2 separate regions of the Mus musculus genome follow, and region 2 is linked to region 1. Evidence: chromatin contacts called from public HiChIP or PLAC-seq data. All regions are on one chromosome and are shown on one strand. Each heading gives the region's core, a stretch centred on a gene start, on an enhancer-like site or on the middle of the called end of the contact. The rest is flanking DNA. Distances are from core to core; before and after follow the strand shown. Region 1 overlaps Gm32059 (a long non-coding RNA gene). Region 2 holds the start of Slc8a2 (solute carrier family 8 (sodium/calcium exchanger), member 2).

What was found. HiChIP or PLAC-seq counts read pairs in DNA pulled down with a chosen protein or histone mark.
Region 2: an H3K4me3 HiChIP or PLAC-seq map of embryonic stem cells shows a contact between it and region 1, with 30 read pairs. The contact joins the promoter of Slc8a2 here to the enhancer-like site in region 1. A contact is called at or near these places in 4 of 39 promoter capture datasets (the C10 cell line, erythroid cells, macrophages and 1 more), 1 of 15 datasets of contacts at CTCF or cohesin (CD8 T cells), 12 of 484 Hi-C or Micro-C datasets (B cells, CD4 T cells, CD8 T cells and 9 more), 15 of 115 datasets of contacts at active chromatin or transcription factors (the 230-238 cell line, CD8 T cells, the SCID.adh cell line and 5 more) and 4 of 9 other capture datasets (adipose tissue, liver, macrophages and 1 more).

What each region holds. Positions count from the first base shown.
Region 1 is chr7:16,046,379-16,053,642 of GRCm38.p6, reverse strand. Gm32059 (a long non-coding RNA gene) reads right to left here. Exons shown (of 2, transcript XR_391166.4): 1 at 6,585-7,264; 2 at 5,977-6,439. It also overlaps a transcript of Bicra not described here. Among named protein-coding and RNA genes, the nearest start is that of Gm32059, 3.8 kb to the right of the region's middle. Within about 2 kb of position 1,577, at least 341 of the 459 cell types and tissues checked have an H3K27ac peak or open chromatin away from gene starts, as enhancers often do. A contact at or near this core is called in B cells, CD8 T cells, the SCID.adh cell line and 17 more, where this site is marked.
Region 2 is chr7:16,128,369-16,135,283 of GRCm38.p6, reverse strand. It overlaps Slc8a2 (solute carrier family 8 (sodium/calcium exchanger), member 2), which reads right to left and starts at 5,458. Exons shown (of 10, transcript NM_148946.3): 1 at 4,863-5,458; 2 at 765-1,455. The coding sequence starts at 1,439.

The DNA of each region.
Region 1 (7,264 bases), core at 328-2,827:
ACTTTTGATTCCAGCACTGGGGAAGACTACAGAATAAGTTCCAGGATAGCCAAGGCCACACAGAGAAACCCTGCCTCTAAAAACCAAACCAAGCTAAAACAAACAAAAACAGTTACAAAATGAGCTAGGATCCACCCAACTCCTGTCCATTCATTTCCATTTTGTAAGTTATTCTGTGCAATTCATCAGCAAATGATTCGTGTCCATTTTCATCCATACTTTTGGCATTTACAGAACTCCCCTTCTCCCTGAGTGGTTGCAAAAGCTGTTGTGTCACTTTGCGGTTTCCTTGTTTATTGCAGTGACTTCCTGTCCCACTGTGGGCCAGGATCATAGCTGATTTCAGAGTTTTTCATTGTTGGCCAGCTAGGTTGCATCTGCTTTTTAAAACATAGTCATGGTTTTTGTTTTATTTTGTTTTAGGAATGTTTACAAAAACGTGCGCCTCAGTTTCTTGACTGGCCTTTATTAAGGAAGCTGACAGAAACCCCAAAAGGATTCTTCAGATCCAAAATCCCCTCATTAGCGTTTCGGTACTCTAAGAGCTGTCAGCCGCCGGCCCCGCCCTCCGAGGCCACGCCTCCGAAGCCCACCCGCTCGGGCCGATTCAAATGCAGCCAATAGAAGCGTGTAAACAAACATAAGCCACACCCACTACACGAATAATTTCGAGCACCAGGGCGCGAAGCCTATTTTATCTTGTGTGTGGGGGGTAGAGGTGGGGCGGAGCTGTGGCCACGCCCCCACATGCGGCCAATCAAAGGCCAGACTCCGCCCCTCGCACTTGCGGTGCTGAGGACCCCAGGCCGGGCTGGGCTAATCGCTGCCTGATTTTGCTGCCGGATTACAGCGCTCCGGTCTTGGCTGTCCTCAGAAGGGGTACCTTATGGCCACAGTGGAAGGGTATAGCTAGAGGACAGAGACTACGAAGGAATCCCCTTCTCTTCCTCCTCCTGGCCACCAAGACCCGGGCCCTTGGAAGTCTCGTAAAAACTTTCTCTTCTCACCCTTATTTAAAGCAACCTGGAAAGGCAGGAGTGTTTCAGGACGGGAGTCAGGCTTTGGTTGTTGAAGTGTTATATGCAAAAGAAAAAATGCACCAATCGTGTGCCATCAGTTTCTCGGATAATGAAACAATTGGGGCGCAAAGTTTGAAGCTTCCATTGCCTGACAGGAGCCGCGGGGAAGTGTTTCTACTTTCAGTGGAGGAAGCCATTTATTTAAAATCCGGAGGTGGGGAGGTGGAAGAGGGGCTGACGAGGTGGCTCAGTGAATAATGGCGCTTGCCACCAAAACTTGATCTGAAATTTATCTCCAGAAACCACGTGTTGGAAGGAGAGAAACATACACACACTGAAAAATAGAACTGGAGATGTGGTGCAGTTGGTACTTAATCTACTATCTAAGAAGCCCTGGTTTTCACAGCACCATCCAGGCGTGGTGGTTAAAGCTGTAATCCCGGAAGGTGGAGGCTGGGGGGTCAGGAGAGTTCCAGGTCCGCCCTAGGCTACAGAGCAAGACTGAAGCCCACCTAGGCTATTAAGCGGATGCTATTGACACCGTCTGTAGACAGATGGCGCTGACGAGGTTCTCCAGGGTAGGAGCTGGGCTGTAGTGAGCTGAGTTTCTGAAAGGCTCAGGGCTCTGATAAGAGCTAAGGCATATGCAGAAATGTGCGGAAAAAGGCTGGAGGAGGGTTCAGAGGACAAGATGATGTCAGGCCCTTCGGGCAAGGCAGTTCTCCAATATCTGGCCTTGTCCACAGCAAGAACACGGGGCTTCTACCTTTTCTTTTCCACTATACTATCATAATTAAAACTGTCAGCCTAGCCTGGTGGTGCAGGTCTGTCATCACTGCAGCTAAGGAAGCTGAGGCAGGAGGATAGCAAGTTCAAGCCCTGAACTTTAGCAACTTAGACCCTGTCAATATAAGAAGTGAAAAAGAAGGCTAGGGATGGTGACTTGCTGTGTGAGACCCTGGGTTTAACCTGCAAAAGAGGTTTGAAAGAAAGAAAGAAAGAAAGAAAGAAAGAAAGAAAGAAAGAAGCAGCAGCCATCTGAGCTCTTTTTTTATTTTTTATTTTTTGGTTTTTCGAGACAGGGTTTCTCTGTGTGGCCCTGGCTGTCCTGGAACTCACTTTGTAGACCAGGCTGGCCTCAAACTCACAAATCCGCCTGCCTCTGCCTACCGAGTGCTGGGATTAAAGGCGTGCGCCACCACTGCCCGGCACCATCTGAGCTCTTTAAAAAATATTATTTCTTCATCAAGTAAGGGTCTCATTATGCAGGCAGGCCTTGAACTCAAAAAGACCCACCTTCATCTGCCTCCCAAGTGCTAGAACTAAAGATGTGCTGGGTCATGTGTAGCCCAAGTGAGCCTTAGATTTGATATGTGATTGACTATTGTTGTTTTTGGAAATTGATTTTTATTTCGAACTATGGTATTCTTGTTTGAATATATACACGTTGAATTCCAGTGCCTAAGGAGGCTAAAAGAGGGTATCCATGCACTCTTCTGGGATTGGAATTAAAGGCTGTTGTAAGCTGACATGGATGCCGGGAACAGTCCCTGGGTCTTCTTGTAAGAGTAATTCAAAGTCTTAACCGCAGAGCTATGTCTCCAAGCGCTGATCCTAAACTTTTGATGCTCCTGAATACATTCAGAGTGTTGGGGTATAGGTGTGCAGCCCACTATGCCTAGTGTATGTGGACCTAGGATAAACTCTAGCAACTGAACTGTGTCACCAGCCCCACAGTGCTTTTTGAATACCTTGGGCTCTTGTCACTAGCTTGGAAGCCTGGATGGGCTTTCAGGGATGCTCAGGGAAAATAGCCATTTGATCTCCCAGGTCTGTGCCAGCTCTTGCTCAGCTTGGGGGCTGGCTTGTCTTGGCTCCTCCACACCCAGCCAAGGACTTCCAAGTAGCGTGTGTTTACAGCCCTCGCCTAAGCTAAGAGGTCTGGGGTATTCGTCATAGATAGTATCTTTCCAGCAAACCTTTGTTTTTGAGGCAAGGTCTTGTGTAGCCCAGGCTTTGAACTTGCTGGACATCAGAAGATGACTTTGAACCCTCAGCTAACCTTTCTTGTATACTAAGTGCTGAGTACCATCATAGGGGTAGAAGATATACCACAGTGCAGAAAGACCCAGAACCTAGACAGACATGGTAGCACAGCACTTGGAGGAGCTGGGGCAAGGAAATAGCCAGCTCAAAGTCAGCCTGGGCTATGTAGCAAGACCTCTTTCTCCAAACACTAAATTAAATGAAATCTGGTGCTTGTAGAGCATGATCTACATGTAGAGAAACTGAGGCTGTAACTTGCTTGCTCCTTGCCTCACCTAATAAACTAAGGTGGATGCGAGGCAGGAAGAACAAGGGAATGCATGCCTCTCACTGAATTCCTGATGCAGCTAGTTAGAACACGTTTCCCATGTGAATGTATAAGCTCATGTAAAGTCAACCCCTTGACCTCAAGTCATCTAGCTCTTTGTCCTGCTTTAAGTTCTGAGTTTTCCAGTGCTGGTAGCTCTGGTACAGACAACCAAATGCCACCCAGGTCAGGTCATTTTGCACAGAGGACATTTTCAGCAGAGGGTTGGGTCCCACTTCCTGGATGATCTTGGACAAAACACTTCCCTTTTGGTGAAAATGGAGGCTAACCCTTTCTCCTTTGGGCAAGTCCTGAGACTTTTTGAGACAAACTCTCCTGTAGTCCTCAGGTAGTCGAGGATGACCTTGAACTATTGATTGTCCAGCCCACATCTCCCAAATGTAGTGATTCTGCACGTCCAGCCCCCTTGGGGCAGTTCTGATCGGAAACATCCTCAGGTCAACTCATTGGGCCAACTACACAAAAATAAAAGCAGTGTGCACAGTGCTGGTTTCCCAAGCGTGAAAGTTGAACACTCAAGGCTTCACTTCTGCAATGGAGTCTACCACGTCACCATATAAAGGGAGCAGCAGGCACTTTCTTTTCTTTATGGTCGCTCTATAAAACCGGCCCATCACATTTTAAAAAGACACCAAAAACATTCATTATAAGCATAGCGCTCAGAGGACAACTTGTTGGTTGCCGTTAGATCTCTCTTTCTACCAATGTGGCTCCTGGGGTTTGAACTCATTGCCAGGACTGGTGGCAAGCGCCCTTATCCACTGAGCAACAAACTTGCAGTCAGCGTTTTAGAAAACAGGAAATAGAGGCACAGACAGATGAAATAATTTACATCACCTCACACAGCAAGTAAGTAGCAAAGGCTGATGTTTAGCAGGATCCTGCTCGTTTGTTCATGGCCCATAGCCTCCAGCCTCTTACAATTTTTCATTGTTGCACCCGGACCTCCACATACTACAAAAACACCCTCATTACTTAACTATATATATCCTTAGACCTCACGATAGCAATAAAAAGAAATTAAGCTCGTCATAGTGACACACAAGTATAATCCTAACGCCTGGGAGGTGAAGGCAGGTAGAGCGCGAGTTCCAGGCCAGCCTGTGCTTCATAGCAAGACCTAGTTCCCCGCCAAACCCTAGTGCCGCCATGGAATCAACGATAAGACTTACAAAACAGATCAGCCAGTCGTTTATACGACGCATTTATTCGATACCTACTGTTGTGCACCAGGTTTTCTATAGCTCGGGAGAAACAAGGGCATGTGAGACCGGAACGTTAAGAAATCAGACCAGTTCTGTGCAGAAGGGCAGGCCGGTGCGGTCTGGGACGTGCTGAGCAGGGCTAAAAATGCCCGCTCACCAAGTGCTCTGGGAATAGACCTGTGAATCCAAGCGTCGCTCAAAGGATTTTTGAGCTTCGGATCTGCGCTGCCGGCCAGGCGTGAAGAAGCAGGCTATCTAGCAGGGCTAACCATAGTCCTTGCGCTACAGCGGCTCAAAATCCCCAGGCTCGGAGAGACTTTATACGCCACGTCTGGAGTCCAGGTCACCCCCAATCTCCCCATCGCCTGGCACCCTCTGGGTCCAACGCGGGGAAACACTGTCCCACCTCCTCAAGAAGCCTCGACCACACTATCTTTGCAAGTCTTCTGAAGTGCCTTGTGGAGCATCCTCCCTCAGAAGCCACCATCCTGGACCAGGGAGCACAACGGCCCATTCCTAGGCGGGCCTGGCGCAGGGATACGGACACGTATCAACCCTCTGGCTCCTCTTCCACCACCACCAACTCGAACACCAGCTCCAGGTTGCCGACCACAGCCCAGCAGACACCCAAGCAGCCCGGCCGTGCCAGGAGCAGGGGGCGGTGCCGACATTCCGTGCTCCCGCCCACAGAGTGTGCATCTTTTTATTGGCTATCAGATCTGCCGCTCTAGCGCTCTTTGCTACGATTGATTAGCTGCCACACTACAGGCGGAGCCTTCTGTGGCTCCTCCTCGTAGCTGGGCGGAGGGGAGGAAGAGGAGGAGGAAGAGGAGGGGGCGGGACACAAAACCAGCAAGGTTTTTTTTTTTTTTTTTTTTTTGCATTTAATTAAAAAAAATTTTTTTTTTTTTTTTTTTTTTTTTTGCATACCCGAGGGGCGCTCCCCGGAGCGGGGCGCGGGGCCGGGCCGCGCGGGGCCGCTTCGTTGCAAGGGCGGCGGCGGGCCCGGGCGCAGCGGAGCCGGGGCCCGCCATGCGATCAGGCAGTGCGCTGACCGGCCCGGCCGGCCGGCCCCTTCTGGGTCCTCCCTGTGCAGCCCGTGCGGGGCCGTCCCGGAGACCCCGCGCCGACGGCTGCTCAAACATCAGGGTGAGTTTCTCACAATGTAGCAATTTCTCTTTAAATCTCTTAACTCTCTCTACCTGCGAGTCGGGGCTGTGACAGGGCGCAAAAGCGAGGGGGGGAGTGGGGCTCGGCGGCGAGGGTGTGTGTGTTGGGGGGGGAGAGCCAGAGCTGGGGCCGAACCCACTCCCCCCCGACACTCCACACTCAGCCCCCCAACCGGGGCGCAGCGCCTGCTGCCGCTGCTCAGGCTGGATTTTTTTTTTTTTTTTTTTTTTTTGTGATCAGCGCCCACCACTATCCGCACACCCCCATCCCAGGTCTCTCGCGCCACCGCCGCCACCCCGATCTTGCAGAGAGCTCCCCCTTCATTGCTCCCCGATCTCAAACCTTGCGCCCCGGTTCCCTCCCTGGTCCTTCCCGGGATACAATGCAACGGAGGAGAGGGGCGAGCGTGAACGTCCCACGGGGGGGAGGGGCGGGGACCCCCCGCCCGCCTTGGGGACCCCCCTCCCTTCCTCGTGCTCCCCGCCTTTTCTGGGGAGAGCCAAGGGCCACAGAAAGGCAGCTCGATCCATCTCCCCTCCTGTCGCGCGTCCCGTGCGCCCCCTCCCCAAGTTCCTCTTGGGGGGTGCCAGGGAGAATCGGGGGTCCTCTGCAGGCTTGTAGGAAGAGATGAACTGGGATGCAGGCCACTGGGTCTCCCCTCTCCATCGTCCCTAAACAATGAGAGGAGTTGACTTGATTCTCCTATCCCCGGCAGAGAGCGTAGGGGACCCCCGCCCCTTCAGCTGGCTAGTCCTGCAGGAGGCCTGTTCCTAGGGATCAAAGGGAGGGAAAAAAGGGAGCCTTCACGCCTGTCACCTTCTGGGATTTGGGGCGGCCCCTGAACTCCAACTCCGTGGGCCTAGGAATGGGAGGCACCAGGCCCAGCCCGGGCACCGCGCTCCGGGTGGTGACCTTTAGACAAAGGCAGTCCTTTCCCCGGAGTGATCCCGGCCAGGTCCCTGCGGAAGGCGGCCAGGCCGCGGGCTTGGAGGGAGAGGGATGGAATAGGATGGATGGATGGATGGATGGATGGTTGGGTGGGTAGGTGGAGGAGGAGGGAGGAGGAGGTTTAGGACCATCTGGTTTTCCCATCGCCTTGGCTGCCCCACACTGCTTCCTCGGCTCCTGTCACCGGCAGCCGCGGGGAGACAAGGGACCAGGGAGCTACCCAGCCAGGCCTTGGGCCTCCGCCAGCCGGAGGACCGGGCGACGAGCCGCGGGAGGGCGCGGGCTCGGGCGACCGCGGTGATTGGAAGGCATAGTGGCTCCTTCCTCTCCGCGCCCCTTTGTTTTTGCTTTGTGGTTCTGAGCAGCTGAACGTCCCTGGAGGTGGGGTCAGAGGCTGCCGGGTCAGCTCTCCTGGGGAAGTCTTGATGACAGGGCCCTCGAGGTCCCCAGCCTCTACACTTGCATTTGGTACCCCACCCCCAAGTCTTAAACCTCTAGCCCCTTTTGTCGCTACCCCCAACGTAGTGTCAGAAAAATATGGAGATGTG
Region 2 (6,915 bases), core at 4,209-6,708, 78 kb before region 1:
AGCAGTCTTAGACTTGTGGGAAATAAATTAACCAAATGTTGTAAAGGTAGATGAGGACAGGCAGGGGTGCTGGTGAAGACACTGGACGCGGGAGAGATAGACGGAGGATTGTGGCAATTGGGGTGTGAGCCAGGCAGCTGTGAGTTTCAAATTTGTCTCGGTGTGGAAATAAATTATGCAAAGTGGACACCGGCCTCTGCTGGTGTCCCTGCCAATTGGATGGGAGTGTAAACTACACTGAATCTGAACTGAAGCTGAATAATGAATGAGCCATGCAAACTGCCCATCTCTCTGGCCCTACAGAGAGATAAATTATGCAGATGTGGGTACCACAGATGCCAGTCCATGGATATATTATGTAAATGTGCCAAGTTACTCAAATTGATTTGCGCTGTCAGAACACAGGAGGCTGGTCTATGTAAGTGAAGTGTGACTTATGCAAATAGAGATGTCTTACTGTAAAGTTGGGAATAAGTTATACAAAAGGAGCCCTCTCAGGTAACTATGTGGCAAGCTGAGGCATGTCTTACATGGACCTTGGGCTCTGTTAGCCCACGCACAGCCTTGGGAATTACCTTCTGGGTGGGCACAGAGCTCTATCTGTACCTGCAGTCTTGACTTGCTGTCTTTGGCTCAGCCCTCCGGCGCAGTGTGACTGGCACACGTGCACGCGCACGCGCGCACACACACACACACACACACACACACACACACACACACATCCCAAGCCACCAGGCTCCCCTGGGGTGTTGGTCTTTACTCACCTGGACTACACCTGGGGAGAAAACTGCTAGAATGAGATAAAGCCAGACATAGGCAAAGATGCTCCAGGAGGCTGTGACAAAGAAGACCCTCAGGTGCTTGATCTTACGGCTCTCGCCAGCCGGGATGACATACACACAAACAGCAATGACCACAAACATGTTGAAGGCGGCACTGCCCACGATGGTGCCTGGGCCTAGCTCACCGGCCTGGAAGTTGTGGCCACAGACCTCGATGACAGTCAACAGAATCTCAGGCGCTGAGGAGCCCAGGGCCATGAGTGTAAGGTTGGACACCGTCTCGTTCCAGATGCGCACCGTGCCCACGCTGGTCTCCCCATTTGCCTTGGTGATGGTGATCTCTTTCTCCTTGGATGTGATGACCTCAATGGATGCCATAAATCGATCGGCAATGATAGACACACCCAGGAACATGTAGACCATGGCCACAAAGTACACCACGGCCCGTGCAACCTTGTCGCCCAGCGATGGGTCCTCGGGTTCCCACACAGGCAGCAGCACACCTGGTTGGCAGCGGTAGGAACCTTGGCAGCCTTCTGGGCTGGCATCGCTGTCATTAGCTGTGGGAGGCGGTAGGGAAGGGGTCGGAGTGGCTTCCCCCAAGCAGTGGGGTACCCCCAGAAGGAGAACAACCCCCATCAAAGCCAAGGGAGCCATTGGGGGTGGTGAGGTCCTGGGGAGAGGAGCAGGAGATTAGATTGAGTGGATCACATGCCTCCCTGTCACTCAAAAGGCACAGTGTGGTCTGGGGGTGTGGCTCAGTGGTAGAGCCCCTGCTTAGAATCCCCCAGGGAGGGGCTGGGATGTTGCTCAAAGGCACAGTACTTTCCTACTATGCAGTGTGGGTCTGAAGGTGGTGGGTGCTCATTGATAGACCACATGTGTAGCATGCAGAAAACCCTGGATTTTATTATCAGCACTGTCAAAGAACAGTATCCCAGTTTGTTAGGCTACAAGACACAGGTGAGCTGGGAACCAGCACAGGAGACAAAGAGACACAGAGATTACCACATGGATACCCAGATGAAAAGACACAGGAATGCCCAGGACAGAATGTGAAATGCTGGAAACATCCGTGAGTCAAAGTACCTTGGGAGAGCCTGCAGCCAACCATCACACACTCTCGTGATTTTGCAGCTTTGCCTAGGACAGGCTTATATACCCATCTCATCAAAAGGTCCCCAGGAGAACGTCCATGGCAGCTTTATCTACAACAGGGCCAACCTTGAAACAACTCAGAGGCCTCTCAACAATTAAATGCAGGAACAGTAATGGAGTAGTATACTGCCCCTAAGCAGAGAGGGGACTGTGGCTAACCGTGATGACATAGAGGAACCTGATCCTGAGATGCATGGCTGAGTGAAGGATGCCAGGTACAAAGAACACTGTGAAACCAGTGTCAGCTGGAGGCCAGGAGTCCACTGGGCAATTCCAGGCATTGCAGCTTGGCTCTTGAGGGGGCTGTAGTAGGTTCTGGGTATGAGCGTCTATTTTTGTCTTTCTGTGTTTATGTTTTATTACATTTTATTTATTTTGAGGAGGGTTTAAGTGTGCCATGGCCAAAGAAGAGATAGGAAGAGAGAATTGACTCTACACAGTTGTCCTCTGACCATCCACATCCACACAATAACAAATAAAAAATAAGCACACAGGAGCGCCCGTCCATTCTCCTTCCAGGATATTCCACAACTCCAGTCTCAGAGGACTGTGGATCCCTCCCTTGCTTGCATGGCCTCTGGCCCCCCTGCTCTGTTTCAGGCATTCTAGCCTCTGCTGTTTCTCCCTTGGGGCCTGAAGCCCGCTCTTCCTTGGGGCTCTGACTGTGCTCTCCACAATGACACCCCTGGCCTTTGGAGAGGACTCTTTCACTCAGTTCACAAAGTAGAGGATCAAGGCTCAGAGAAGTGAAACAATTTGCACAGATCACCCAGCATCCACTCCCCCCAGAAGGTGCCCAAGGTCTGAGCTCCTGGCTCCACCCTCAGGTTGTTATGGTAACCCAGTTGCCTATTATAGAGAAAAGGCAGCCCGAGGAGCTGTCACCTGAGCCTGCTGCCCATTAGAAATGCCTTGGGGTGCCTCGAGCCTTGTCTCCAGGAATTTCCACCTTCTATGTCAGTCTGAAAGTTCCTCTCGAAGTCTAACCCACAGCCTACCCTCAATTCACACCCACAGACCAGGAGCCCGCTCTGGGGGAGGGAGGCAGTATGTTGGCAGAACTTCCCGAAAAGGAGTGGAGTGTGTGTGTGTGTGTGTGTGTGTGTGTAGGCAGGGGCGGGGAGAGGGGTGATTCTTAAAGAGCCGATACACAGTTAGCCCCCTAGACAAGGCCTTTAATGATATATCTAATTAGCAGCCCCTAATTAGCAAACACTCATGCGTAATTATGAACCCACCAGGATCCCAAGCAGACTTCCCTTTGCTTCTCCCTCCTCCCTTTTTGGGTTTTGGGAGAGACAGGGAAGACCCTGTAAGTCAAGAATCATCTAACTGCCTCTTTGGGGGAGGGTGAGATGCCTGGGAAGTCCTAGTTCAAGTCTAACCAATTGTTCGTCCAGGTTCAGTCCTTCAGGAACACCAGGGTCAGTGGACTAATGTTTGCCCGCCCAGAGGCAGGGTCTATTTGATCCCTTTTTGCTGTCACACTGATTCCTCCCCCCCATCTCCTAGTCTTGGAAGAGGGACTCAGGAGAGAAAGCACTAGATAAATATTTGTGAAACACTTGGACAAGAGGCCTGAGCATTGTCTGTCTGTGGCTGGGGCGGCCACAGTTACTGCTCCAGGCTTTCTCCTCTGAGTCTTGAAAGCTAATCTGGGTGTAGACTCAATGTCGAAAGGATCAGGTTGAGTCCAGGGAGGGCCGGCAGGGCAGATGGTAGCACCCTCTCAGTGTTGCATCTTCAAGGCCGTCTCTCCACCAACCTCATAGGCTGCTGGCCAGCTGGGATAGTGGTGAGTGTCCTGTTCTGCCTGGCCTGTCTCTGGGGGATTCTGGAAAGTCAGGTGGAACTCCTCAAGGCAGCCATAGAGGGTGAGGACCTGGCGCGTATACTGACTGCTGGGGGTGGGGGCGATCCAAAGCAGAGTGGGAATACAGAATTCAGAACACACATACACACACACACACACACACACACACACACACACACACACACACACTACTCTTTCCATCAACCACACAGGGCCCCACCACACACACAGTTGCAGATTGCAGACTAAACTGAGACCAGTAGGGAGAGAAAGGACTTGGTCAAGTCAGAGGCAGAACACAAATGTGGCATTAAGGCGTGGAGCTCCTAACCCAGTGATCTTTTAAGCCATCTGGAATCCCCACGCGCCTTCCACGCAGGGCGGGTATCTTGTAGGCAGAAAGCTCACCCCAGCTCTGGCCCAGGTGTTGGTTAGCACCTCGCCTACCTTCTCTGGAGCCCTTCCCGAGGGAAGGAAAACGTCAGGCTGAGCCCCTTTGTAGAGTCCCCAGAAGGTTTCTGCTTTCCCACCCAACCTCGCTGTGAAGGTGTGAGGCTGGAGGAAGTGAGACTGTGAGAAGGACCTGTCTAGCCTGATCTTAGAACAGTGCCCAGGAGTAGCACAGTGCCTCAGAGTTGTCCAAAGAATGAATGGACAGTGAGAGATATGGGAGTTAGACTTTGGAAGGACTGGTCAAATGTTATTACACTGGTTAGGCTGTAGGCAGGACCAGTCTCAGAAAGTCAAGGTTGAGAGGATGGAGAGACCTGGGCTAAAATGGGGTGAGGAGGAGTTGGGGGCACTTCAGGCCCTCGGGGGAGTCCACACTGCGGGGAATCTGCCTCCTCCAGGTTCCCCGTGCATCAGGGGCGGAGACAGAGGTGTGTGGGTGTGAGTTGGCTGCAGGCAGAGGGAGAAGAGGGAGGGGAGAGACAGACCCAGGTGCCCAGAGACGGACAGACAGACATACACCATACACATGGCGCACGCTGAAAGCGGAGCAGCCAGGACTCAGAGCCAGGGCTCAGAAAGCCCCCGCACTTGACGATGCGGCGCAGCCTGGATTCCCGCAACCCCAGAGGCTCCGGACGGCCACGCCGGGCTCTTACCTGCCTTGCGGCCGGGCCGGTCCCCGCTGGGCCCCCGCGGTGGGCGCCTCCGCCCGAGGAGAAAAGGGAGAAAGAGGGAGAGGAGCCGGGGACTGAGGGAGAGCAGGGAGGAGGGAGGAGAGGGGATGCGAGGAGGGGAACCGGGAAGGGGCCGGGAGGAGGGCGGAGCCCAGGGGAGGGGGCGGGGACAGAGAAAAGGGGGGAGTTGAGAGAGCAGCCCCGGAGAGGGGGCTAGACTGGAGAGGTAGGGGAATACAGCTTGGGAGGAGGCCGGGGGAAGGGGGCGGGGACAGAGGAACTGGGGCGGGGGAATCAGCCGTTAAGAGAGTCTAGGCTGAAGGAGGGAGTTGCCGCTGACGGGAGGGGGTGGGACAAGTGAGCTGGGGAAAGGACCACCAGGAGGTGGGAGAGAGGAAATTTAGGCAGGGTGGTGTGTGGGAACAGGGTAGTTGTGGGTTGGAGGACAGGGACAGCCTGGAAGAGGGAGGAGTTGAAGGAGGAGAGAGAGTGGGCACAGGGGAGCTGGGGAAAGGACCACCAGGAGGAGGGATATAGTCGCTGGAGGAAAAGAGGAGCCAGGAGAGGGTAGGGTTTATGGGAGGGAGTGAGGCCTGGGAGCTCAGACTAGAGAACCGCCGAGGGAGGAGCCAATATGAGGAGGCGTGACCAGGGGCGGGGCTACAGAACAGAGACTATGCCCTGCAAAGGGGCAGGAGGGAGGAGCCCGGAAAGGGGCGTAGCCAAGGAAGCTAGTGGGTGGTAGAGGGGCTTGGCAGGGCTGGGGCTGCAGGTTGCCCAATCTTGGGGTTCAGCACTAGAATCCGAGGACAGCGATGGAGGGCGCAAGTTCGTACACCAGTCTGTGCTGTGGTATCCCAGTCCCTCTCTTTGATCACACACGCATAGCAACCCCTCCATACAAGGGCCCAGAGATGTAGTCATTGCTACAAATAGCCACAGGCTGGCAGACCTGGGGGAAGTGGGGGAAGGAATGTCGGGAGGCAGATCTTTCCAAGTTCACAGGCTCAGCCTGCTCAGAGCACCTTACAGAAGACAGGGAACTGCTACCAGAGTGCCCAGGTACGACAAGAACCATTCCCTCTGCCCCTGCCACGCCAAAACACGGTCTCACTCCCAATCCCCAGAGGTAGATGTTGTTAGCTCCATTTTGACATTACGAGGGGGAAACTGAGGCAGCAACTGTGGCTTCAGGTTCTGTATCTTTACCGCATGCTGTACTGCCTCTTGGCTCGCAAGGCAAGGAAGGATCAAGATCACCCAGTGTGGCGGCACACATCTGTTTGATCCCCATACTCAGGGGGCTGAGACAGGAGGATGGCTGAGTTCCAAGCCATCCCCATAGCAAGACCTAGATCAAAACAGTTTTGGGGGAGGGGGCTGATGATGTGGACCAGTTGGTAGCATGTTTGCCAAACATGCACTAAGCCTGGGCTCTGCCCTCAGTACAGTATACACTATGCATGGTGGTGCATGCCTGCAATCCCAGCAATCAAGAAGTGGAGGTGAATCAGGAGTTGAAGGTTACCCTTGGCTAGAGGCCAGCTTTAGCTACATAAGACCCCTTCTTAACTTCCCCCCAACTGCCAAGTCCTAAGCCAAACGTCCTAGGATTCTGAAGCCTTCAGGTGGTTGACTACAACTAGGTGCACAGGTGCAAGCACTCATGCCTGCAAGTGCACACATGCACACACCTCAGGATGTGTGCATCACTCGCCTTCCCATCACTACCCTCAGGACAAACGCCACTCCAGGCTCCCTCTTTCTAGAGGACAGGTGACAGGTGCTGAGCACAAAATGGTACAACAGGAAGAGAAGGCTGGCTTTGCCAGCAGCGTGCCCGCTGCCAGCTCTGGAGGGACACTCTTGGGCCTGCTGCCAGGAGAGGGAAATTCCAACTCCCTGAAGCTTCCCACGCTTCGGCCTGGCTTTTGGAAGTTGGAGCCTGGGAAGTCAGGATCTTGGCATCTGATGTCCTTTGCAGTGCAGGAGGGTGGTCAGATTTACAGGTGGACTTCCCTAGCAGGAGTGACAG